Regions from separate parts of the Mus musculus genome. Here region 2 is linked to region 1. Evidence: chromatin contacts called from public HiChIP or PLAC-seq data. All regions are on one chromosome and are shown on one strand. The core of a region is the stretch at or near the end of the contact, and the rest is flanking DNA. Distances in the headings are between cores, read along the strand shown.

What was found. HiChIP or PLAC-seq counts read pairs in DNA pulled down with a chosen protein or histone mark.
Region 2: a contact with region 1 is called in an H3K27ac HiChIP or PLAC-seq map of oligodendrocyte precursor cells, with 5 times the contacts expected there. The contact joins two enhancer-like sites. A contact is called at or near these places in 3 of 115 datasets of contacts at active chromatin or transcription factors (astrocytes, oligodendrocyte precursor cells and stem cell-derived neural progenitor cells).

What each region holds. Positions count from the first base shown.
Region 1 is chr13:25,747,428-25,753,463 of GRCm38.p6, reverse strand. No RefSeq gene overlaps it. Among named protein-coding and RNA genes, the nearest start is that of Gm11351, 220 kb to the left of the region's middle. Within about 2 kb of position 2,838, at least 33 of the 459 cell types and tissues checked have an H3K27ac peak or open chromatin away from gene starts, as enhancers often do. A contact at or near this core is called in oligodendrocyte precursor cells and stem cell-derived neural progenitor cells, where this site is marked.
Region 2 is chr13:26,654,458-26,660,493 of GRCm38.p6, reverse strand. No RefSeq gene overlaps it. Among named protein-coding and RNA genes, the nearest start is that of Hdgfl1, 110 kb to the left of the region's middle. Within about 2 kb of position 3,008, at least 44 of the 459 cell types and tissues checked have an H3K27ac peak or open chromatin away from gene starts, as enhancers often do. A contact at or near this core is called in oligodendrocyte precursor cells and stem cell-derived neural progenitor cells, where this site is marked.

The sequences.
Region 1 (6,036 bases), core at 1,589-4,088:
TATTACAGCAAATCACTTCATATATTATACATACACACATATATATTATGTATATATTGTTTCATAAAAATATTTTTTCATTTATTTGTTTCATAAAAATAAATACAAATAAAAACATTTATGCTTTTCTCAGTCCAGCTTTACAAGTAAGTACTAAACTATCTTCAGACAGACTTAGCATCATCAAAGCCATAATACTCCACGTAATACTTCGTCAGACATTATTATCCTAGTTTTCTTGTTTCACAACCTATGCCGGTTCCTCTCAAAGTATCTTTTAAAACTCAATAAAAGACTGCTGTGCTGGCAGGGTTTATGTCAACCTGACACAGGCTAGATTCATCTGAGAGGTGGGGAAACTCAATTGAGAAAATGCCTCCATAAGACAGGACTGGATGCAAACCTCTAGAGCATTTTCTTACTTAGTGATTGATGTGGGAGAACCTAATCCATTGTGAGTGGGGCACCCCTGGGCTGGTGGTCTTGGGTTCTATAAGAAAAGAGACTGAGCAAGCCATAGAGAGCAAGTCAGTATGCACTCGTCCATGGCCTGTGCATCAGGTCCTGCTTCCTGGCTCCTAGCTTGTTTGAATTCCTGTCTCAACTTTCTTAGATGATGAACAGTGATGAAGTGCATGAGCTGAATAAAATTGTTCTTCCCCAAGTTGCTTTGGCCATGCTTATTTGTCCCAGCCATAGTAACTCTAAGACATCTATATATTTGAAAAGAGAATCTAAATTATGTATTATTAAAGTATAAATTAGAAACCTCATGTGGGCAGGAAACAATAAGCGATACATATGTAGCTGGGTCAGCTGAACTCCCAATTAATGTTTTACTATCACACATAATAAATGGAGATGCTCAAAGGGTAAATTAATATCAGATGGTTTCATTATTTTGAACATTGAAACAATCACATAACAATTACTGGCTGTGTTAGCAAGTGCTTTATACTCAGGGTTCACTTGCCTTGGTTTGGTTTTACCAGTCCTTTTTTTTTTTTAAAGCTCATTTGATTATTTTTATTTTAACTACAAACTTGATTAGTTATTTAGTATCTTCTCCCTTGACCTTTAATCTGAAAGAGAAAAAAATATTGGCTATTTCATCTTACAGAAGAACAATCTAAACTGTCATTGCTCCATCATGATAACTGGCAAGGTAAAGAAACACTGTCTCTACGTGTGCCTGTTATATGTATTACAATATATGTAATATATTATATTATATTGTATTATATATTATATTATATACTCAAACATTCATACACAGAGAAATAAAACAAATATTTTAAAGAAAATATTATTTGAACAATGCACAATCTTTTGGGATTTTCCACATTCTATATGAGTTTTCTCCCACAATATTTTGATTAATGCAAAAATCCCATGTTCCTTAGAATCTTGCCATTACCCATTTAAAGGCAGAAATGCTTGTTTTGCTCTAGTATACACTGGAGAGAAATTCTGGACAATTCGTTTATCTAAAGTGTTTAATTTCAACCTCAGTATTTCAGAGAAGACTAACATTTATGTTATATTTTGATGCAAAGGCAATGTTAATGTCAAAGCCATTTCAAAATAGTTTTAATGAAAAAAAATTAAATCAGGGTGACTTGAGAGAGGCAGATTGCTGGTTACACGGAAGCCTCCTGTTTAGAGTCGTATAATTTTCATCAGTGTCTCAGTCAGTGATGTAGTTTGACATTTGTTCCTCCCACCCCCACCCACAGTCAAACAAAGTGAGGAATACTGCAAATCAAGACTGTGGCAAGCATAGTAACCTCACCTAGATCTTAGCTTCACTGCTGTCTGAGCTGCAGCGTGGAAGGGCTTAACGTGGCTTTCCTTACTTTTATTTACGTCTGAATTTGGAGCCAGATGAAGATAAACCCACAGAACTGAGTGAGACTGAGCTCCCTCATCTATGGATTCTCACACTTCCCCCTAGACGTGTGTAATTACCCTGGCCTGTGGTGCTTATTTGCCAGATTTGGATACAAATGGATATAAAGGTCTTTTCATCTCTCTTGCTTTCTCTCTCTTTTTTTTTCCATCAGTGACGTCTCAAAGCCAAGGCAGGTGTCTGTGGGATTAAACATAATTACAAAGGGAGAGAGAGAGCAGAGATGAAGCTAGAGCGCAATTCCCAGCAGAACAGGCATTTAGGAGCCTGAGCAGGTGCTGTAGGAGGCCTGGTGTATCCAGCTAAATTGAACCATGGTGGTGGGCAAGGGCACACATACTGAAGCCTGGGATGGGGAGGGCACTAGCTGTCTCGGGGACAGACGGGATGCCAGGATGGGCCCCTTCAACTCCATGGCTACTGGAGTGAACAGATTCTGTTTCTCACTACTTCCTTTGTCGGGTGGCAGCAGGAGAAAACAAAGTGCCACTTCTTGCCATTGTGAAGCCACTTGCATAATCCCCTCCCTTTGGCATATCGTCATGAACTAGCAACTGCTCTATTATTAGATGGAAGAGTGGCAGCAGGTGACAGGGTCCTGCAACTTTTCCTTTATATAGCTCTGAGCTCTCTCGTTGGGTTTTAAGTTTTAGATGGCCCTCCTCAGCTAGAGTATTCCCATTGTGAAGAAAATTCTATGATGCCTTTGGGAACTAAACAAATAAAGTGGTTTTCTTTCTTTCTTTGGACACTATGACCCATGACTGACTAGACATTGTGTGTGTGTGTGTGTGTGTGTGTGTGTGTGTGTGTGTGTGTAAGTAATGGACAAAAAGGTCCTTCTTTGGCTCAGACAACACCTGGAGTAGCCAAGGGCTGCCAGCCTCAGAGATCAAACCAGCCTGGGCTCTGGGGTGCCTCCTTTTGCAGACAGAGCCACTGACCCGGGCTGTATCCACAGTGAGGAAGAACTCCCTGCTGAATGGAACTCAGAAGATAATGCTACTCTTTATCTGGTCCCAGTGGAGGGTGTCCAGCCATGAGGAAATGACAAGGACTGGGGGGTACTTTATTCTTCTGTTGCTGCTGTGCATTCTAAACTCAGTGAATGAGGGAGACCTTAAATGCAAATGGGGAACTATATTGCATCTTAAAAGAAAGAAACTCTGTTTTTTTTCAGACCCTAGAAAGAAAGTTTTTGCAGCTGAGTTGGTTTTCCTTACTCTCAGAACTTGCAGGAAAACAAATGTTAGCATTCTATATTAAAATAAAAACCTCATGCAGCAGTTACTTTCCAGTATCAGGGATACCACCCATCGCATACTTGTGCATCCCAGCATATAATATTTCTATGACAGGATTCCACTTTAATATAGTGCGTACTATTAAGTAGGACTGGTGAAGTGATTGGCATTTCGATATAGGTAAATATAAAGAGAGTCTATGGTGAAGTTACACATTTCATACAAGGATCTGGCAGAAACTCTACTTGTGTATCATCAGTTAATTTGTAAAGAACCTGGGTGCAAACCCTGTTGCTACTCAAAGCTCAACAACATCTTATGACATATATTGATGAGCAAATATGTTTAAAAAGCTAGAATGAAGCCTTAAAATGGTCTCATGAGGATTATGGAAACAGCTTAGCAGGGAATGTGCTTGCTGAATAAGCATGGGAACTAGGTTTTTGATTCCCAGCATCCCTAGGCAGGGTGACATGGACCAGAGAACCCAGAGGTGGACATTCGTGTCCTGGTGATTCACTAACTTCCTAAAATGCAGAGCTCTATACTCAGTGCTACTCTCCATCCCAACATGTAAGGTCAACAGGCAGTTGAAAGAGACATCTGGATGTCTACCTCTAGCTTCCAAACAAGCCTCCACGAGTGAGAGCAACCCCCCACCCCCTACCCCATACATACCCACGTGCAATGAGCTCATTGCTAATATATGAATATATGAAAATAGGTCAGGGCATGCCAAAGAACACACAAATAATTGGATACAGAAGGACATGCAAGTGTGCATGTGTGTATATGTATGCATGTGAGATATATATATAAAATCTTTAATTCACATGACATTAATAATGGGATGTGAATCTGTTGCAAGGGAAATGAATATCACAAAAGATTATTAAGCTGGAAATTTTGAGTAAAAGGCAAATATGGTATGGATTGTATTGGGTACGACATATGGCATACCTTTGTCAAATACATTTAAAGGGACTATGTTAAATTGGAAGGGAGATTATGGTCTGTCATCCTGGAAGACAAGGAACCATGTGATGGGATGCTTTTCTCTCCACTGATGAGTGAGATGCAGAAAGAACATTAGACAAGATTAGGCTGCTCTTTCATGTGGGCTCAAGTCTTGGAGTGAAACAAAACCATGACAGCCATGACATCAAGCACTAAACTAAAACATTTCTTTCAGATACATGTTACGAAAGTTCTAATTCTTTATTTTATAAACATACTATGTGTATTTTTAGCTATTTCCTCAATACTGAAATACACCCTTTTGGAGGGAAGCAGAAGGTTCATAAAGGCCTTCTTGCTCTGAAACTTTACAAGGCTGAGGAAGCTCAGAAAGGGACCAGATTTGCAGGACACTTCCCTAAGGCAGTAAAAGCAGTTGCTGGGAAGAGGAGACTGTCCCACTACAGGAGTTCCAGGGAGGCATCTTTCATGAATCATCCTCTCCCGTGCTGGAGTGAACTTTTTGGTGATACAGCTGCCTTTGAGTCACACATCCTCCTGTTAGGGAACTCCAATAAACTGCTGGTTCACCAAACTAGACTTGGGTGGAATGGTTTCTTTAATGTGTCATCGAAGACCTATCTGGGATCAGAACAAGTTCATTCGGGTCTCTACTGGCAGCAACATATACAGACTAACCTTTATAAGGACAAGATATATGTTCATCATTGTATAGGGACAGCACATAAAACCACAGGGAAGCCTAAGAAAATGGACATGTGTTTAGTGACAATCAGTTGCAATCCACAGAGTTTGTTGGGTACTATTTACCTAGTAAAAGTTGGAGCCAGAAAACAAGTTGTTCTCTGCAGCCCATATATTTTCCTTATTTCACAGCATTGCATTGTCTGTATTGTCTCTGAAGGTAGCATACAGCCCTTCATATCTGCCCCCACATCATTCTCATTTGTATCTACCTTAATTTATTTTTAAGTTTCTTTATTCCCTATTTTAGAATGTTGATTTTTTTTAATCTCCATATTTCCACAAATTCAATTTACCACTCCATCTCTCCAGGTATCCTTTCAGGATAGAACTGAGACCCTAAGGTCGAATATTTTATCATGTGATGCATAAATTTATGTTTTAAGGAGCAGATATAAATTCAGAATCTTTTTTTTTTTCAGGGAAAAAAATGAAAAGGAATATTAACAATCCCCAGCTGCCCGATATCCTCAGATCTGTATTTCTCATAGAAGAATACTTTTGCAATGATAAAGAACCTACCTTAGAAATCATCTTTTCTCATACCAGCTTTCAATTTTCCACTCAATTTTTCAGTTATTAGTTTTAAAAATTCATTCACAAAGACAGTGACTTTTCACTGATGATACTGAACACTTGGCAGCTTGCTTAGTTTTGGAACATGGATTATTTTCTTGTGATTGTCTTCTGGTTTCTGTACAGGAATCCACTCATTCAGACCAGAAGTAAAGCACAGTGCCCGGTATGACCATGTGTGCCTGTAGTGACAGCATTCCAGGAGCCGGTACAGGATCATTATGAACTCAAGGCAATACTGAGCTACATAGTGAGAACTTGCCTCCACAGAAAACAAAATGGAGTCTGGAAAGACGGCTCATTCCGTAAAGGCATTTTGTTCCACAACTCTTGCAGCCTAGGCTTCATCCTAAGAACCCTCTAATGGTAGAAGCAGAAAGCCAATGCCACAAACACACATACCCCATATGAAAGCCATGGTACACACACACACACACACACACACAGACACACACACACACACCAAAACACAAACACACATACCCCACGTGAAAGCCATGGTACACACACACACACACACACACACACCAAAACACAAACACACATACCCCACGTGAAAGCCATGGTACACACACACACACACAC
Region 2 (6,036 bases), core at 1,759-4,258, 910 kb before region 1:
GTCAAGAATTCACTTTTACACTGGGTGTGGTGGCACACGCCTTTAATCCCAGCACTTGGGAGGCAGAGGCAGTCAGATTTCTGAGTTTGAGGCCAGTCTGGTCTACAAAGTGAATACCAGGACAGCCAGGGCTATACAGAGAAACCCTGTCTTAAAAAACCAAAAAAAAAAAAAAAAAAAAAAAAAGAAAAAAGAAAGAATTCACTTTTAAGCATATGTGGTCCTTCAGATCAAATGATTATAGGAAACAGAGTATGAATCCTCACCCCCATACTTAAGATTCATTTTCTTCTCAGTGAGAGGTATGAAGTTCCATGAAAGAGCCAGTTTATCAAAAGCAGGGACCAGCTTAAAGTATGGCAACTTTTGGATGTGGTTCAAAGGGACGCTGGCTTCAGGGACTGGAGAAACTCAAGGACTTGTGAAAAACACTGGGAGGAATAAATATTCAGATGTCAGATCTGTAAAGGATGCATTGTTTACCCAGATGCAGAGGTATAGCACTGGTATCCATGATCAGGAGAGGACAAATTCAAAAAGGCTTTATGGTTTCACACATATATGAATAGATGGTTAGAATTCCAAAAATATCCGATAAACCCTTATCATGCACTGAAGTATTCATCTTCTTGAACAAATAATGTTTACAGAGGACTTCTCTAAAACATTCTCTAAAACATTCCATGCAATGGTCCCTTTTTGAGAGGGAAATGGAACTTGTCTATTCACTTTGAATACACTCTTTGTCTTACTAACTGTAAGGTCATGAATAGGTTGAACAATTGGTTCTTTCTTCTAAAGAAAAAAAAATGCCATTTGCTTTGGTTGGTGCTATTTTTTGAAAGAATTAAAAACCCATTTCTCAGCATCCTAACATTCTTGATGTTTTGTGTAATGTAGTGAAATAATTTGTTGAAGTCCTCTGGGGTGGCCTTGTTCTGTCCCGTACTTGCCCTCCTGCATAGCAAATGAGATGACTCGATTCCTTGATAAACACATTACATTTAATGTCATTTCAGTGTTTGGACTCTATACATTTGAGACCTAATCCTGAAGAAGAAGAGCGTTGGAGATGAATGCCAATTTAGATGTATGTTTCAACCCAGGAATATTTTAGTTTCTGAACTTGAGTGTTAGAGGTGTAGACTATGACAGTACCTTTGTTCATAGCTTTCTCAACACAAAATTCTAATGGCTGTTATCCCCCAAGAAATAACCTCAAATTGAAGGAACACTATTTTGATCTAAGTTCACAGGGTATTTTCTGGAGTGGCTCATTTGGCTGAAAGCCAGTAGTATGGTAAATGTGGGTCCTGGGATTAGGGAGACTTGAGCTCAAAACTTCCTGTTCTACCTAACAACTGCTGAGGTTAGCTTTGTATATTCTTTGAGTCCCAGACACTTAATGCTTATATTTAGCATGATAATGTCTACTTCATAGAATTGCTATGAATACTAATTGAGATAAAATTTCTAAAGTACATGACACAAAGTGTTCAATAAATATTAATATATGTAATTAGACAAAGAGCCCTGCTAGGTCTTCAGACCTACTGTTTATTAATTTTCCTCCTCTGATTGCATCTGTATTACAATTATGCATATTTCCTTTTGTTTAACATTTTATTAATATGTATTAAATTTTTTCTTGAATGAAGAAGTTTCTTTTCTTTTTTCTCCAAACATTTTTATTACTTCTTCGAAAATTTCATACCATGTATTTTGATCATATTAACACCCTAAGTCTGCCTCAGCTCCCTTCAGATATACCTACTATTTACACACTGGATATTTCCTACTATCTGGAAAACTTTGTGTCCTAGTGTCCTGATATGCATACATTCATACATACATACATACATACATACATACATACATACATCTCCATCTCTCTCATTGCACTGACTATATACTCCTGGATGTAGGGCCAGCCACGGAAGCATGATGGATCTACTAACGGTCACACCCCTAACAAAACTTTCTTTCTTTCACCAGAAACTGTCCACTATATACAATTCCCCAGTTAAGGATGGAGGAAAGGAACCCTAAGTCTCTGGTCTACAGGACAAATAACACACACACTCACACACACACACACACACACACACACACACACACTACTAGTTTGCATTAATCTATGTTCCTCGTTTTGTAATCTACTTTGAGCAAGATAAACCATAGCCTTACACAACAGAGAGATTCCCAACCTACATTTAACTGAGAAGATCATTGCCTTTTGCTTCTTTGGAAACATACATCATGCCTAAGTGAATTTCTTAATATGAAAATAAATGTTATACTATGATGGCTTCTAAAGAGGAATAGAAATGTGCAACTCATTAAAAAAGTGCACATAGGTACTTATAAACAGACAAAAAAGTTTTTTGGCACATTTCATGGTGCAGACATTAAAAGAAAAAGTCATAAATTATCCTTGAAGTACAACAAATTCATTTTAATGGTAAAGCTTGTATCTATTAGTCACTTCAAAATTTGAAAAAAAAAAACATTACTAGCCCTTTAATAAGATATGTAAGAGAATCACTAAAGAATCAATATGAAATAATAAAGTATGGATGTGCTTCATGTTTCCCATTTTCTAAGCTAAAGAGCGGAGAATGATCCCTTGATCACTTAAAATGTTCAACCTGTTTTTGATGGTATTTATGATCTGTTGGACACACTAAAAGCTTTGTTAATAACCTACCAAAAGTAAGTGACGTCAGTGATTTAGTTCTTTGGTCTAAAACCTGACCAACATCATGTTTTTACTTATCCCTTTGGATACTTAGAAATTATCATGTTAAAAGCACCGAAAAAGATGATTTGTTGCTTGAAATATGTGAGTTGAATGGGAATTTTCTGGGCTTTGTGATCGTGAACCTCACATACAGAGAAGCTAGTGAGTCCTGCCAAAATGTCAATGGAGTAGGGTACAGTGCCAACACCAAGGGCAGAGAGCCCATTTGGGCGCACTAGGAGTATATTACATGTATGGCTTTATCTTTTCTTGGAAACCAGACAGCTCTAGTAGTGTGCTCTTCTGCATAAAATAGTAAATTAGTCACCCAGTGCTACTGAGGTGGTTCATTAATTCCAAGTGTCAGCTTCTCTTTATTTTCACATGGCTGAGAATCAAGTAGTTGCACATCAAATTGTGACTTTTTTCCTGCTTCTCATTTGGCTCAGACCCTTTATCTGTCATTATTTATGTCCTCAAAGGCCTCAGCAAAGCTGCCATCCTTGAGTAACAAAAGATGCTGCTCAGAGTGGCTCAGACTGGGGCTTGTTGCAGCAGATGCTGTTTTATGTTTTGCCAGAGAATAGGTCCTTTTATTTCTGCCTTGAATGCAGCCTTTCTTTCCATTCCTAAAGGTTTTCAAGCATTAAACCTAATCCTTATCTATGCACTGTGGAAGATAGCCCATGCCTTTGCCATCAGAGCCCATACAACATTCACTGTGTGGATAAAGATATGCAAAGAAGTGAAACTCTGGGCTCTTTAGTTCACTGCCTCTGCTCATCTCACTTCTTGAAATGAGAACAAGAACTGAAGTCTTTGCCTGTAGGAATAACTGATCAGAAGTGGAAAATGCCTGAGAAAAGCATTAAAATAAATAAATCAAACTGAGAACAGTTCATCATCAGGTTTGCTATTGAAACATAACCAGAGAAGAAAGGCAGAGACAGAATTAATGGTTTGTAACAAGAATTGCTTTCTTTCAAGGTAATGAGATTGTCTGTTTGAAGATCAGAGGAGTGTCCTAAAATCAGAATATGCCAGGGCAAAGGTGACACCTGGGACCATATGCACCTGTGTGGTTGTGCCTCAGAGAAAAGTTCTCATAACAAAACAGAATTGTCCATAGAAATTGCTTTGATGCTATTTCAATGGTTCTTCTTATCACTATTTGAACTATTTGAAAGCATTGCCCTACTGATCTGATTTTCTTCAATATTACTAGTAATTCCTTACATGAAAATAGGCATAGGGCTAGGCAAGAAATATGAGCTAGGCCAGCAAGACAGGTATGCAGGTAAATGCATTTGCCAAACAAGCATAACAACGTGAATATGATCCCTAGAACATACAGAAAGCTAGATGTGATGATCTATAATTCTAGCACTTTTAGGGCAAAGTGGGTATTGGGAACACAAGATGCTTGGAGAATTATAGACAATCAAGCCTAGAGCATGTAGCATATCAGAAACAAGATGTTCTCTGCAACACTGTGGAGGGAGAGACTTGACTCCTGAAAGTTGTCTTCTAACTCCCGAATGCTCACTACCACTCACATATATCATATACAACATACACACATTTCACCAAGAATAAGAAATTTAAATTTACAAATGTATGGCAACAGCTTTTATTGTGTTCCCTCATATAATGTGAAGTTTGTTGGTTTGTTGGTTTATTGGTCTATTTTCCATGAAACTACTATTCACCTCGTCTTCACTTCAGTTTTTTGTTTTGTTTTTTGTTATTTTGTTGTTGCTGTTGTTTAGGGTTTTTTGTTGTTGCGTTTTGTTTTGTTTTGTTTTGGTTTTTTTTTGCTTTTTTTTTTTGGGGGGGGGGAAAGCCATTTTGCTGACCACCTGTAGGTTTTGGCAAGAGTTAAAGATACTTAAGAAAGGTCACAGATGGCATGAATTTATCTCAGTAGTAACATGAAGGGAAAGGAGGATGAGGAAACACATCTGAGGGGCAAGTATTTTAGTGATTGCCACTACTGTAAACTTACTTCTGTAGTCTCTGTGCCTTATTAAGAGTTATCATCTTTGTTACATTCTGCACAGAGAAGGAGAATCTGGGGAAACTGCAGAGCCACAGTCTATATGGAAAGAAATGATTTCAACCCATGCTGTATTACTATTTTTGACCCATGAGTAGAAATTACCATCTGGAGAATCAGAGATCAACATTAACATGTATCGCTGGCCAAGTCCACAGCAGCTTCTCAGTACCATTTAATTTGGGTGACAACATAGAAGTAGGCTCTGACAGGCAGTAGTTATGGGACATTCATTCACTATACCCATGTCAGTGGTAATAACACTGCAATTCTCCCCAAAATATGGTCCTTTACTATGTTTTGACAGGCATGTTGTTACTGCAAGAGTCTATGTATTATTGGAAATACTCAAACTAGACATGGACATACATATCTACATGGGCTTGGGCTCTAATGGCTATATGCATTGGAAGAAGAATTTAGCAGAGTCAATCATACATATTTGGTGAGTGTTTACACTAGAAAAAGCAGTGGTGTTAAAAACTATGAAAAGGTTGAAAGAACCCTCTAGGAGAGATTCTTATGTTTCAACAGCATGGCTTTGTGTTTATTTTGAATGACTATAGGGACCTGTAAAATTCTAACATAAATTCCAGGTCCTTAATATAGCATTCCAGTATTCTCAACAAATAAGTATTCAGTCCATACTAACACATGGACTGAATTAGGATTTACAAACAAAGCTTTGGAGTAAAGTTTACTTTGTATATAACTGTAGCTTCTTCTATTTAAATATTCTGTAGCCTAGAAGGAGTTGTTAAATTACTTTGGTCTCCATTATTCTGAAGAGCAAAATTGAAATAATTATTTATTTTATAGAAATACTGTATGGTTAAATATGGCAAAATATATATACAGTTATTCTAAAATGCTGATGGCTGATTATGGTAGCAGTAAATCCTGAGAAGAATAAATGTTAATAAAACCCGACTCCCTTGTATTTATTGTTTAGTGTGGAATTGACAGCTGGAAAGAATTTCCCCCTGAGAAATTCTATGTCCTGAGAAAACTAATGATATACATTCCTTTTTTCAGTTAAAAAGTGTGTGTGTGTGTGTGTGTGTGTGTGTGTGTGCACACGTGAGTACCCTGTGCATGTGGGCGCCTATGGAGGCCATAAAGGGAGACTAAAGTTAGGTCCCGTGACCAATGTTTTGTCTGTGGTTTACTTTCCTGTTTGAAAATGTGATTGCTCAGCTTCCTACTATTGCCTAAATGCCTACTGCTTATTATTATGCCT